3 separate regions of the Mus musculus genome follow, and all the other regions are linked to region 2. A link is a contact called in public HiChIP or PLAC-seq data. All regions are on one chromosome and are shown on one strand. The core of a region is the stretch at or near the end of the contact, and the rest is flanking DNA. Distances in the headings are between cores, read along the strand shown.

Region 1 (5,065 bases), core at 1,908-4,407, 500 kb before region 2:
CTTGATGGGATATGGGTGGCAGGTTTGGAGTTTAATGAAGTTAGCCTTTGATGGGGTCTTGCCCTTCTAAACTCTCATATCAAACCGTAACCTCTAATCAGGATACTGTGTGGCCTAGTGGTAGTGCTGAGAGTCTTGGTCACACCTGGTGCAGAGCTGGGTGTCATCTCCTGCATTTCACACTTCACCCCTGTCCTTTTGGTTGGGCTGCCTCTCTGACTCTCAGAGTGGCCAGAAGGCAGTCCCCTTGAGCCTATTGCCAAGCCAAGCCTGTCACAGCAGCCTGGGTGCCATTTCAACCCAGGGGATGATTTCCTTTGACCAGAAACTTGCAGGTTTGGGTCTCTGAGTTCGTTCCCTTCTTCCTCAGATCTATGAAGTGCTGAGCGTGATCCGGGATATCGGTGCCATAGCTCAAGTCCACGCAGAGAATGGTGACATCATTGCTGAGGTAAGGGACCCATCCTTTCATATTTTCTTCCTCTCCTGGAAAGCAAGCTCAAGAGTGTAGGACAGCTTTTGAAGCTGGACCACCAGTGTGAAAATCCAGAGGGCCGTATGGTCTGGTACAAAGGCTCTTCGGGGACTTTCTGCTAGTGTTTGGTAAGGCATATTGCTTATTTCCATTATAGAAAGGCCCCTTCTTTTGGCACTGCAGTGTAGCTGTTCTGGATGGAGTCAAGGAACACCGTAGTCACACTTGGATACCATCATATTACTGTGCTGTGGGCCAAGAGTGGCTGTCAGCTTCCCTGGGGATGCTGAACATATTGAGGGGCTCTAGAGGATCTGTCTTGCTCAAGTGGGATTGGAATTAGTATAGTGATGCCTCTTTCTGAGGTCTGGCATGACACCCGGTATCCAGCAGGGCCCACTGAACTTCTTGCTAGGGAGCTTTTTTGCCCAGGTCTCTTGGCATCCGCCACCTGAAACCCACCTTCTCTGACCACTCGGCTTTCTATGCACATTACAGGAACAGCAGAGGATCCTGGATCTGGGCATCACGGGCCCCGAGGGACACGTGTTGAGCCGGCCAGAGGAGGTGAATATCTGGGACTGGGATGTGCGACATGATGTCTCGTAGATTCTGTGCAGGGCCTCTCCTCCACCCCTGTACCTGTTGAAAGTGGGGCTTTTTGGATGTGCTTTGGTCTTTCAAAGAAATGCGTGTGCATGTGCATGCATGTACATACCCATTTGCAGTACCGCCAGTCCCTTAAACATAGGATGGAACCACAGAGTTCCTTTACACCTCTAAAACGCACATGATGAGTCATTGCTGAGTGCAGCACACTCAGTAGGGCCTGGTGGATAGAACCATTGGGAGCCGTAAACAGGATTAGCCCAGGCTGAGAAGCACAAGGTTATCACACTGGACCGTGGAGCCTGTAGGTCAGAAGGCTGCAGGTATCATATCCGTGCTTTTTCAGAGGCTGGTCCTTCAGTATAGGAAAAGGTCTGTAGAACGGCAGGCAGTCTTACAGCTCTGAGGGGCAGAGGAGGATGGAGGAGTTCAGCAAGGAACAGTCTAGACTGCAAAGATTGCAGGCAAGGGGAGACCCTCAGGGACCTGGGCGGATGGAGGTTCAACATTTAAGGTGTCCCTTCCAAAAACAGGACAGAGGGGGATGTTTGGTAAGTGGCCTGCGAAGGAGATGGGGCCACTAGATCCCAGGGCTTGGCAGAACAAAGTGTGGGAACAGGAAGGATGCCCACAGGAGCTAGCTCTCAGGGACCCACTGTTCTGGTTAACCCTTTACGCAGAAAAGTTACACCCATGCGTACGTGGCTCAGCACAGGGCCTCCTCTTTGGCCATTGTCTCACAGAATTAGAGCACTGAGTGACCAGTTCTGGACATCCTGAGGCTCAGCAGGGCTTAGGAGCATGGTGGGAGGAGCCTAACTTAACGCCAGGCACTGAGTTTGATAAGGCTCTTGAGTAATTTTGCCCCATGTCAGTCCTATGGGTGGGAGGAATCGAGGGAAGGAGGGAGGGAGGGAGGGAAGGAGGGAGGGAGGGAGGGAGGGAGGGAGGCAGGCAGGCAGGCAGGAAGGAAGAAAGGAAGAATAAGATTTCGAGCCCTTCACCCTTGCTGTTCTTCCTGATGGTGGCTGTTTCTTCTGTCAAGCTGAGTCTTTTGTGTTTTAAACTCTTGAGGGGGCGACACAGAGAATCAAACATGGAACCACTCTGAATGGACTTGGCCATACAGCCCACTTTAGGAAGAGACCCCCCAGCACATAGGAGGCAACACTAATGTTTTAACTTTGTGTAGTGTCAGGATCTCGTCCGTCTGTAGCACCATGATGGCCAGCTTGGTTTGAACTGTGCAGGGCGGCCAGCTTCCTGCCGCTGTATGCTGCTCTTCGCAGTCTACCATGTGCACAGCTCGCAGCTCCGTAGGATTCCCCCCTCAAGAAGCTGGGAAAAGGGAGACCGGTAGGAATGCCGGATCTAGGGATCACCTGTCTGAGGTGGTACCGGTGAGAAGCACATGTTCTGACCACCGCAGTGCCTGGACATCTGTGGCAAGCAGGGGATGGTGCTCCCTGAGTCTTTCAATGAGCTGGTGACAAAGCCGCAGACAGGAAGTATATCTGTGAGCCAGAATGTGACTTACTACTAGCAAAAGGCAGCTGGTAAGAGCCTGAGGCCAAAGAAGATCTGTACAGCAAAGCCATCACAGACGGAAGGCCTTTCCAGCTGGGCCTCGCAGGATATATGACCGAGGCGTGTAGGTTGCCAAGGCGGGAGGGACTTGCCCAGAGATTGTCTGGACTCTGCTATGGGTCCTTGGATAGGTCATTTCCCTGTGGTGCTTGTTCTGCTCCATCTATAAAATCACATAGACAACCTCCCAGATGTTCAAGGTCTCTATAATAAGCAGAGGTTTTATTTTTAAGCGATTACACCCTTCCTACAAGATTTAAAGAGATTTTGGTCAGGGCTCAGTGCACAGTGTTTGTTGTGTATCAGAGGCTGGACTGTTCTAGCTGGAGAATGGAGAGCGAGGCTTAAATACTCTCTTCTTCCAGAGAGCTAGCGTTTTTAGTTTGGCCCCTGTCCAATTTCAGGCCACTCTGTGGAGCCAGATGGAGCCTGAATTCCATTCACAGTGTGTATGCAAATCCAGACAGACCCCTGGGACAGCGAGTCTTCCTCAGGAGTCTTAGTAGCAGCCAGTCCCACTTGGCTTCTTAATTAGAGGCACTGCACACCCCGCTTTACTGAGGACAGGCCTGTAGCTCCCAGACTTTATTTATAGTGTGTCTGTCCTTTTGTGAAGGGTCTGGGCTGGGAAGTCTGCAGGGCTGTGTCTGACATCCCTGTGAAGTGTTGAGCATCTTGGAGTCCTTTTCATTCACACTTCAGAGACTTCTGAGCTGACAGCCCCACAGGAAACTTCAGGGAGGGGAGGGAGGGCAGGGAGCAGGAGGGAGGCTCTCTTCAGCTATCCCTGGAATGGGAAACATTTGAGTGTTTGGTGAGTGTTTTCTGAGAGCTGGTTGCTTTCCTGTAAGATTCATAGACTCTCCTCACATAGTTGATGCCCAGAAGCTGAGTGTGAATGAAGGCCGGGGTCTCCCTCACTGGGAAGAGCACAGAGAGCAGCGACAGACCCCAGCCCTGCCGTGCTCCAGTGGAAACTGGACTAGTCAAGGCAACTAACTGTAGGAGTGCAGCTATCTCCTCTGAAAAGTGACCGCCTGGCTTTTAAAGTTACATTAACAAGATGAAGCCATTTATGTTTTGACCCTCTGCTTAGGGATGTTGGGAGTGGGGTAGTATGGTAGGCAGAGAAAGGGACTATCTCCCTTCTTACCTTTAAGAATTTACACCACAATATTTTCTTAGGACTTGGCAGTGACCTTTTGGGATCCCGTTTGAATCAGTTTCTTCTGTTATGATGATCCCACGTTGTTGTACATAAGATATACCTCCATAGCAAGGCGGTTTTCCCGGTTGTGTATTCGGTAGATGTGATGTGGAATCTGAAATTCCATTCCCTGAGGATCAGGCATAAAGAGCCAGATGTTCCATTTGGGTAGTTCTTCATCTGCGTTGAAGGTCGTACCAGGCTGTGGCTGGCCAGACACACTCTTGGGGGAACATGGTACAGCCCTAGTCCATTCCAGAGACTATTGAAGCTTGTTTTGTTTTGTGGGTGATGTTGGCTTGGCCCACAAGTATCTGGCTGACTTGTCTCCAGAGTCACGAACATTGAATGTCTTCACTCTGGATCATGAGAGCAGAATGAATATCCACATTGAGATCAGCCAGGGCCTGGGTATTCTCAAATGTGAGCAAGTGAAATTGTTACCAGAGTCTTTACGCCTAACAAGACTGGGCCCTGGCAGCCCTGACAAGCACGGCTTGATCATCCACAGGCTAATTAGAAAAACGAGCAGTGGCGAACTGTGGAGAAAGGAGATTGGTTCAGTGTAGTTAGGGTAGGAAGAGGAACAGAGATCCAGCGTCTTCCTGAGCCCATCCTCAGAGTCCTGACATAAAGCTTAGGTTCAACTAGCTTTAACTAGGCTGCTGCTCATGGTGGTACACTTGGTGGGCTGTGATGAAGAGATGAGGAAGCAGGATCAGGAGTCTCTGGCCAGCCTGGATCTTTAATGGCTTGGAGATGTGGCTCAGTAGCTAAGAGGGCAGGAACGCTCACACTGCTCTTGCAAAGGACCCAGGTTTGGTTCTCAGCATCTACGTCAGGCAGGTCACAATTGTCAGTACCTCCATCTCTGGGAATTGTCAGTGCTTCTGATCTCCGTGGGTACCAGCACGCATGTGCACACCCACCCACCGGCAGACACGTAGTTAAAAAGGACGAAATAATAAGAGCTCTTTAGATAGAGGGCGCGAAGCATGCTTAGCCAAACAGTCCACGTCGTGGTGTGGTCCCTCCCACCCATCGCTGCCTTGGCCTCTGCTGTCCTGGAAGGTGTTCTGTGTACTCAGAACTGTGTGAACTGCCTTTCCTGGAGACACGTCTCTCCTCTGGCAGGCACCCAGCTTCAGGCTTTTCCTTCTCCCACTGTGAAATTTCTCCTCAGAAAA
Region 2 (4,516 bases), core at 127-2,626:
AAGTGGGGGGGGAGGAACTGTGTGAAGGGGGACTGGGAAGAGAGGGCAGTGATCGGGATGTAAAGTGAAAAAAAAAAAAAAAAGATATTTTAAAAGTGGCCACAGACTTAACAGCAAGGTCGGCTGTGATCTTGCAAGGGAATATGCTATACATACAGTGTGACACAAAGAAAAAAGGAGACACATTTAGGTGCCCTAATGACACAGGGCGCCGAGGCATCCTGACTGGTACCAAAGCAGGCAAAGGGCAAAGAGAATTCAGGGAATCGCTAGGAGACTGACCGAGGCTCACAACAGCCAAAATCCTGGGAATTACGGAAAGGAAGAGCTAAAACTTACACATGGGCTCTCATCATACCCGAGATGATCAAAGATAATCTCAAATTTGATTACCATGTGGAGAATCAGAGGTGCTCATGGATTGTAAGTTTCCAAAGCAGCCTGGTGACGTGCGCTTTCTTCCCTTTCCTGTTTGTTGTTCATGTTGTTTTGGTTTGTTTGCCCGGGATCAACCTTAGGACCTGCTTATGCTGGGCTACTGCTGGGTCCCCAGCTCATGGCAACAAGTATTTTCATCTATGACAAGTTTGTCTTCTAGAAATTGATCTTAAAGGAATTAAGGTCAGGCATCCTACAGTGTAATAAATCCACAACTGTGTTCATTTCAGCCTACTTTAAAACACTCATCCTAGTATATAAAAAAATAAAATAAAATAAATCATCACACATGTGGCTCAGTTCTTTGCAGCAAGTAACATTGACCGCGCACGTTTATACACTGGATGTGGTGTGTGAACCTACGGAATGCCCGTTTCGCATCAACTAACTACCAGGAATCTAAAGAATAAATGCAAAGGAGATTTCTCACAGTAAATGCAGAGTTAAGAGGCTGCCAGAAGCATGAGGCACCTCTGTAAGGCACCTCACACGTTTGCGTTTAAATACAGAAAAGAGCTTAACATATTTCACTGCAGGCTGGGAGTAGAGGCGCACTCTAGTAATCCCAGCTCTTGGAAAGGTGAGCTGCAAAGATTTTGAGTTCTAGGCTACAATGGGCTACACACAGCAAGGCCTTGTCTCAAAAACAAAACGAAACAAAACCAAAAACAAACACACACAAAGTAGAACAAAACGGTTAATAATATCCTAGATTATCCTTTCAACAATCTCCTGAATACAGTTATGTCTTAACACGCGCGCACGAGAACACGCGCGTGTGCACACACACACTCACACCCTAAATCCTTACAAAACCTTGGCACTCTACTAGACTCTGCAGGAAGAGTTAATTAACTCCTAATTAATTCCCTAGCCTGGGGAGGGGCACTGACTTCAGATTGGGTGATGATGACATCATGCTAGTAGCTGCAGCCAATAATGGCGTTCCTGCTCACTAAGCCCTGGTGAGGCCTCTGGGCCACTTGAGTAGCTGTGGCGTGGGCGGCTCTGTGGGGATGGACACCCACAACGTAGATCAGGTCGCTGTAACCTGTGTTGGGAGAGCTGATGGTGACCAGCGGCGGCCCCGCCCCTCTTCCAGCCTCGGGTTCTTGGATGGGGGTGGAAGGGTCTGCACCGTGCTTTTCTTCAGGTGCCCCCGCCCACCCGGGGTTGTTTCTTTTGTTTGCCCTCCTAGCCCCTCCTTTCTGGGCCTCTGCAATGGACCCGCCCCTCTAACTGGTGTCCAGGCTGTCCCCTCACAGCCTTAAAGCCCAGCTGTCTCAAGGCCACCTGCCACCATTTAACCTCCCAGTCCCGGGCTCTGGTGTTTAGTTCTGGTTATCTTTTTCTGGCCCAAGACATAGTGATTTCTCAACTAAGAGCATAATGGCCAAGGGCAGTAGGGGAAAAGGAGAAAGAGCAAAAACCATGCATAGACAACTCTTAAACAGAACCAGGGTATCCGGGTATGGTGATGCTGAGAGCCTCATCGATGGGTCTGCTAAATAATAGATAATTAAATTGAAAACGTCTGGATTGAAAAAGCAACAACAGATCCATTATAACAGTTTTGTCTCTTCCCTTCAATCCCAATTAATTTGGCAGCACACTTATTATTACTGAATATTTGCTACATTCAAATAACCATTTTCTCCTGACTTGAAATATTCTTAGTTTTTATTAAGTGGCCCCATATTCCAGTATAAGGAATAATTTAACTATTTCCCCTACTCTTGGATATTTAATTGGATTTTTTTCAACTTCCTTGTTTAAAATAGGAAATGAACAAGAACAGATCTTTTAGGGGGAAAATAGATCTTTTGGGGGAAAGGAAAAAAAGAATGGATCTTTTGTACACAGCTAAATGTTTCCTTTGATACAATCATAATAAGATGATCATTTCTCTAAAATATCTTGTTGACCTTTTCATGTTATTTCCAGTTAAATTAAAATCACCTTTTCGACTTCAAAGCGTCTGGGCATTTTAGCACCACATCTACTTGCTCTGAGATGTTGCTTTAAACGTTCCAGTAAGGCTTTGTTGTGGCTTTAGAATTTAATTTGGCGAGGCACGGTGGGGCTCACCTGTGATAGTAGCTCCTTGGGAGTTTTGCAGGAAGATCTGAAGTTCAGGCCAGCCTAGGAAATTTATGAAGACTCTGACCCAAAATAAAAATGGAAAGACAAGGGCTGAAGATATAGTTTGGGGAATATAGCCCTGCACGGTGTGCATGAGATCTTGAGAGAATTCGTTACTGTTTTGTTTCTGTGATGAAACACATGACCAACAGCAACTTACAGAAGACAGTTTTTGGAGCTTTTTTTGTTGTTGTTGTTTTTGTTTTTGATTTATGGTTCCAAAGGGAGTGGGTGAGCATTAGGTCTGGAAGACATGGCAGTAGGCAGGCCTCGTGGCAGGAGCAGGAAGCCTGTTGGCCATCTTTGTCCGAACACAGTTAGCAGAGGGAGAAAGCAGGAAGTTGGACAAGGCTATAAACCCTCAAAGCCTTCCTCCAGCAGGGCGAGAAAGCACCAGCTCCTGAAGTTTCATAAATTTCCCAAGCAGCAGCACCAACATGGCAGGGCTGTGTCATTCTTTACTCAAGCCACCATGATTGTTTTAATCCTCAGTAAACACACACACACACACTTTTAAAGAAATCTTGAGTAAAGATCCTGTTACTTTTAGTTGCTATTTTCAAATAATCTTATTCCCATTATATTTTCTGTTGGATATTGCTGACAGAAAAGGTGTTGACAGTTTTTAGAAAAAGCTGGTGGTGATGTCATCCTGTGAGCCAACAGGACACAGAAATCATCAGGGTCCCTGAAAATGGTGACAATCAATGTTAATGATGATGTGTAGCTGTGCTGTGAGACATAGTGGATTGCAGGAGCCTCCCTGTAACCAATGCTAACACCCAGTGAGAGCCGCGTGCCAACCAGGCAAGTGCACATGGCTATTTAAAGGAGAATGACGGAATCTCAGGCTGTCATCGGAATACTGCAAATGCATGATATGAACAAGTAAGATTTGACTCAGGGGAAAAGCACTGATATGTGAAGAGAGCCACTGGGCTCCCGTCCCCAGTCTTGAAGCAGTCCACTGACTTTAAGTGACTCAGAAGACTCTAAGTAACTACACCAGCAAACTTGTAATCGATGCCTGGACTTGCCTTGCATGTTTTGATGTTTTTAAATAAAAACTAGCTTTATATTTCATTCCATCCTTGTTAATTGTCTGAAATTATCAAGTATCTCATTTTCTTTTTCCTTGGGTCTGTATAGTGAGGAACTAGACTCCCTGCTGTTGCATTTTATAAAAAAGAAAGAGAAGCCAAGGATATGTTTGGTGGAGGCACGGTATGGTGTGGGGGAAGGGGGTGCCCCATGCATATGATGGTATAGTATAGAATAGAGCTTATTTAGGGCATGAGGAGGGGAGCTGATGGAGTAGTGGAGGCAGAGAAAGGCACACACACACACACACACACACACACACACAGAGAGAGAGAGAGAGACAGAGACAGAGACAGAGACAGAGACAGAGACAGACAGACAGACAGACAGACAGACAGACGGAGAGGGAGGGAGAGAGGGGGGGCATGAACACATGGAGAGAGAGCAGCAATGGGAGTGGGGAGAGAAGGGACAGAGGTGGAAGAAAGAAAGAGGAAGAGCGTGAGCAAGAGAGAGAGAGGAGAGGGCAAGCAGCCCCTTTTATAGTGAGTCGGAACTCCTGACTGTTGCCAGGTAACTGGGGGGGGGGGGGGGGGCGGGGCCTAGAAGAAATGCAAACACCTGCTACTGTGGTTCATCGATCTTTCATTTTGAAAAAGAAAATTAAAGCAATTGATTATAGTATTTGTATACCTAGTGTGAGAATCCTTTAAAAGCTATTAACTTTTATGTATGGGAGTGTTTGCCTGGATGTATGTATATGCATTACACGTGTGCCTTGTACCCACTGAGACCAAAGAGGACGCTGGAGCTCCTGGAATGGGAGTTAAGAGAGAATTGTAAGCTACCCCATGTATGTGCTGCAAATCAGACCTGGGTTCTCGACAAGAACAGT
Region 3 (4,825 bases), core at 120-2,619, 440 kb before region 2:
CTGTACTTTGCTCATCTTTGCCCTCCACATGTTACTCTCCCTGCTTCCTTTTCTTGCTGGTCTTTTCTCCTACAATTACCCCCCCTTCTACTTTTATCCCCTCCCATGCCACTCCATGATATTCCACTTCATACCATTACCATACCATATCAACCATGTTAAACACACACACACACACACACACACACACACACACACACACACACACCTGGATTCTACATAAGAGAACCCATGCAAGATTTGTCATTCTCCCTCGCCATTGCTCTCTCTCATTTCCTCCTCCCTTTAGACTCTCGTGAAACCCATCACAAGACAGGATACAGAAGAATTCCAACACCCCAGAGCTTTCCTTGCAGTTGACCATTGGCATCATTGTGGTTAATACCTTAGTAGACATGAGGACTGCTGCCTTCTCAACTGAACGAGAAGGGACATCGGATAGCGATACAAGGACATTCCAAAAGGAGACCCAGAGAGGCGCCCAATGTGGAAACTTGAGGATAAGTCATCTTTTAAAAAAGCACGTGTTGCGAACTGTTGAAAAGCCAGCCCAGATAGAAGATATCCTAAAATGGGATTGTTCTAAGAGCTTAAAAACAGGGAACAAGACTTTCTTGGCAAAACAGAACATCCAATGACACACGAGAGCTTCTAATGGCCATACTTGAGGCTTTGTACACAGGGAGGAAATAAGACACCATTCATTCAGTGCAAATGAGTGAAATGATTATTGCCAGATGTCCCGAGGCAGAAGCAAGGCTGCAGGCAGAGGAGAAGCCTCTTTATTGGGAAGTCATTGCTGAACTAGGACTGTCTCAAGGCTGAGGTACTGAGTAAGGTGCCAGGAGCCAGACCACCATAGGTGAACCTCAGAAAGCTCCATGGACAAACCCTGAGGGTCTTTACAGCATTTCTTTGTGTCAGAGGATTTGGGAAGAATTGTCTGGAAAGTGTCAGCCTCCTTATCCTCTTTATGAGCTGCCTTCCAAGGCAGGATGGTCCTCCCCGCTCTCATGTGTCCCTTCTTCATCTTCTTAATGGACTTTGCCCTCTTGCTGTCCTGACCCTCCCACTAGGGAGAACACTGAGACCTGGTGGGGAGTCATTGTGCTGCAGGCCCCAGAATGAGTCTATATCCACAGGCCTTGAATGCTGCTCTGGGGATGGAGGTCCCAGAATACATCCCCGTCCACAGGGCAATGAGTGAGGTGGGAGGATGGAGTCTCCAGAGTGCACCCACACCCACAGACCATGAACAGAGCTCATCTCATGGGGATGAGCTTTACCGTGGTGCTCTCTGATGGAAGCAGGAGCCTGCCTTCACAGGTGTTTCCAGGGGGCCAGGAATGGGAAAATCAAACCCCAATATATCATTTAGCTGCCTCTTTCCAGTTTGTTAAATACATCTGGAAATGTAGTTATGCTACAGTTCTGGGATCACTTAAAAATAGCCCAATTGCAGACCTGAGGCTGCAGAAGTGTCCCTCATGCCCCAGGGATGCTAGCTCATGGACAGGAGTGGACACTGTCCCACTAAAAAATTGGGAGGAATATTTTGGTTTCCAGGACTCTAGAATGGTCTAACTTCCTGTCTTGAGTCTGTTTATTTGGGGTCAGAGCGGGTTGCTTCACTAAGATACCAAACTCTCCTTTCCTTTCCTTTCCTTTCCTTTCCTTTCCTTTCCTTTCCTTTCCTTTCCTTTCCTTTCCTTTCCTTTCCTTTCCTTTCCTTTCCTTTCCTTTCCTTTCCTTTCCTTTCCTTCCTCTCCTTTCTCTCCCCCAATCTCTCTCTCTCTCTCTCTCTCTCTCTCTCTCTCTCTCTCTCTCTCTCTCTCTCTCTCTCTCTCTCTCTGTTTATTCTGGACAGAAACGTAGAGTCCATGATTTTTTTTCCCACTTTTCATCATAAACCATCAGTAGACACTGGATTGATAGAAACTGGAATTGTCTAGGGCCAGACACATGGTCCAGCCAAGCCAGAGGCCTTCTCTGTGGCTCAGCTTCCAACTTTTCTAGCATGGTTCCTGCTTCGTTTTAGGCTCAGTTCAGCAGCCTGCCCTTTGGTGTTGCTGATGTTCTCTGGAGTCTGAGCCCAAGCATATGAAGAAGCAGGAGCTGTTACAGCTCTGCATATCCATGGGTGACTCTGCATATCCATGGGTGACTCTGCATATCCATGGGTGACTCTGCATATCCATGGGTGACTCTGCTTATCCATGGGTGACTCTGCATATCCATGGGTGACTCTGCATATCCATGGGTGACTCTGCATATCCATGGGTGACTCTGCATATCCATGGGTGACTCTGCATATCCATGGGTGACAATTGCTTAGGACCCAGAAAACACCAGAGCAGGAAGGAATAGAGCTGATGCTATGGACAGGATTTGGAACTTAGTTTATCATCTCTCTCTCTCTCTCTCTCTCTCTCTCTCTCTCTCTCTCTCTCTCTCTCTCTCTCTCTCTCCCTCCCTCCCTCCCTCCCTCCCTCCCTCCCTCTCTTTTGCAGGCGCATGTGCACCCATGTGTGTGCATTTGTGTGGAAGACGGAGGCCATACTCAGGCTTTATTCCTTTGGAATTGGCTGTGTTGTCCCGTCTGGCTGACTAGCAAGCCCCAGCGATCCTGCTGTCTTTCTCTGTGCCCAACACTGGAATTACAAACGGGCACCACCATGCTTTTTCTCCCTAAGTGGATGGTGGGGAGTGAATCCTGGTCCTCATACTTGATCATGTGGGAATGAGTGCATTCTTGCACACACACACATGCATGCTCAGTTTAGAATCATAGAGCACATGTTTGAAACATTAAAGTGATGGACAGAAGTACCTTTGGGTATGTTCAGCCTATACCATGGCGTTTTAGTTGAGGATAAAGGAAAAGAAATGGTTCCTTATTTTGTAATTTGTTTAATATTTTTACCTAATTCTATGAGGACAAGATTACAATTCTTCTTTTTAAAAAGATTTATTTCATGTTTTTTTAATGTTATGCATATGTGTGTGTGCAGTGACCGAAGAGGCCAGAAGAGGGCATAAGAACCCCTCTTCCAGCTGGAGTTACAGGCAGTTGTGAGTTGTTCAGTGTGGGTGAGAAGAGTGAAACTCAGGTCTTCCGGATGAACAGCAAGGGTATGTATGTATGTATGTATGTATGTATGTATGTATGTATGTATGTATGAATTCATTTTATATCCCCCCCAGTCCCCTCCTCACACAATCCCTCCTCCCATTACCTCCCTCTCCTCTGCTAGGGTGGAGACCCATCCCCCTGGGCATCTTCCCACACCAGCATATAAAGTCTCTACAGGGCTAGGCGCATCCTCTCCCACCGAGGCCAGGCAAAGCAGCCCAGTTAGGGGATTGTAGTCCATAGAGAGGCAACAGCTTTAGGGATAGCCCTCTGCTCCAGTTGTTGGAGGACACACATGAAGACTGAACTGCATATCTACTACATATGTGTTTGCAGGGGTGCTAGGTCCATCCCATGTATGTTCTTTGGTTGATGCTTCAGTCTCTGAAAGCCCCCAAAGGTCCAGGTTAGTTGACTCTGTTGGTTTTTATGTGGAGTTCCGACCCCCTTCAAGTCTACGATCCTTCCTCCAACTCTTCCATAAGAGTCCCTGAGCGCTGTCTAATGTTTGGCTGTGGGTATCTGCATCTGTTTCTGTCAGCTGCTGGGTAGAGCCTCTCAGTTACAGCAAGTGCTCTTAACAACAGAATCAACATTCCAGCCTGGCAATTCTTTTGGTTGTTATGTGTACTTGAGCTAAATTGCTTTAGAGAGAGATTCATATCATGCTTTTTAAAAATTCCCCTTTACAGGAACTACTCATTGTATCTTACTATCCAGTAACTGGATCAATTCCCTCCTTACTTTGGGGAAAACCCCATTATATGAGTGTTGGCAGAGGACACGGCCTCACTAAAGGAAGAGAAAACTTCAGGACCAATCCTCCTTGTCTTCAAGTCTGACAGATGCAGTTGTCATCCAAGCTTAGTCATCCTGGAACAGTGAATTTGCAGAGTGAGCCTGCACACCGCACAGGGGGTCGTTCAGTTGCTGTGATAGCAGAGGAATCAGATAGACAGGAATTTTGATCTAACAACATGGCTGCTCTGGCAAGGGATCACTTCCAAAGACCTGTGTGGTCATCTAGAATGCAGACATGCCCTGGATTACAGTATGATGTGGCTGGAATACAGGCATGCCCTTAGTACACACCTTTAATCCCAAACAATGTAGGTAAAGTTGGTTTGTAGAAGGAAGCAGTCATGTTTAAAAGTGATGTCTAGAGGGACAGACAAAGTGACAAAGGAGAGGAAGATCTGACAGAATGAGTCACAGACAGGCTGCTCTCACAAGATAGACAGGAATGAGAAGCTACTTAAGAGCAGCACAGGGAGAGAGAGTCAGTTCAGTTGAGTGGAATTTGGTGCAGTTTTGTTGCATGACTTCTGTGCAGTGGAGTTGAGTTCATGTAGTTCAGTGCAGATCAGCAGAGGCAGTTGAAGCCAGGGAGTAAGACACATTAGAAGTTTAGAACCAGTTGCCTGAGTTAGTTTGAGATTAAGCAGAGCAATTCAGTTGGAAGCCGAGAGAAGCCAGATTGAATCAGTCACTTTGGAGAGGCATTTGAGCTGAACAGCTGAGTTGAACCTGCTAGCCTAAGTGGTAAAAGAGCTAGAAAGGGTGAGCTTATTCAGGAGTAAGCCTCTGAGACAACCATCAGATCTAGAAATGGTGCCCTCATTTGATGGATGTGGTGTGACTTCAGCTGTGTTCCTTCTGGGGTCTTTTTGACAGACCCTACTGTCATCCTTC

Evidence for each region. HiChIP or PLAC-seq counts read pairs in DNA pulled down with a chosen protein or histone mark.
Region 1: a contact with region 2 is called in an H3K27ac HiChIP or PLAC-seq map of oligodendrocyte precursor cells, with 9 times the contacts expected there. The contact joins two enhancer-like sites. A contact is called at or near these places in 1 of 484 Hi-C or Micro-C datasets (bone marrow-derived macrophages) and 6 of 115 datasets of contacts at active chromatin or transcription factors (embryonic basal ganglia, embryonic forebrain, embryonic hindbrain and 3 more).
Region 3: an H3K27ac HiChIP or PLAC-seq map of embryonic stem cells shows a contact between it and region 2, with 6 times the contacts expected there. The contact joins two enhancer-like sites. A contact is called at or near these places in 2 of 484 Hi-C or Micro-C datasets (the G1E-ER4 cell line and bone marrow-derived macrophages) and 5 of 115 datasets of contacts at active chromatin or transcription factors (embryonic basal ganglia, embryonic stem cells, forebrain and 2 more).

The regions. Positions count from the first base shown.
Region 1 is chr14:66,824,748-66,829,812 of GRCm38.p6, reverse strand. It overlaps Dpysl2 (dihydropyrimidinase-like 2), which reads left to right. Exons shown (of 14, transcript NM_001378767.1): 6 at 371-451; 7 at 974-1,042. Among named protein-coding and RNA genes, the nearest start is that of Gm5464, 42 kb to the left of the region's middle. Within about 2 kb of position 3,157, at least 62 of the 459 cell types and tissues checked have an H3K27ac peak or open chromatin away from gene starts, as enhancers often do. A contact at or near this core is called in embryonic basal ganglia, forebrain and oligodendrocyte precursor cells, where this site is marked.
Region 2 is chr14:66,322,016-66,326,531 of GRCm38.p6, reverse strand. No RefSeq gene overlaps it. Among named protein-coding and RNA genes, the nearest start is that of Gm41183, 19 kb to the left of the region's middle. Within about 2 kb of position 1,376, at least 182 of the 459 cell types and tissues checked have an H3K27ac peak or open chromatin away from gene starts, as enhancers often do. A contact at or near this core is called in embryonic basal ganglia, embryonic stem cells, forebrain and 1 more, where this site is marked.
Region 3 is chr14:66,760,300-66,765,124 of GRCm38.p6, reverse strand. It overlaps a transcript of Adra1a not described here. Among named protein-coding and RNA genes, the nearest start is that of Gm5464, 110 kb to the left of the region's middle. Within about 2 kb of position 1,369, at least 16 of the 459 cell types and tissues checked have an H3K27ac peak or open chromatin away from gene starts, as enhancers often do. A contact at or near this core is called in embryonic stem cells, where this site is marked.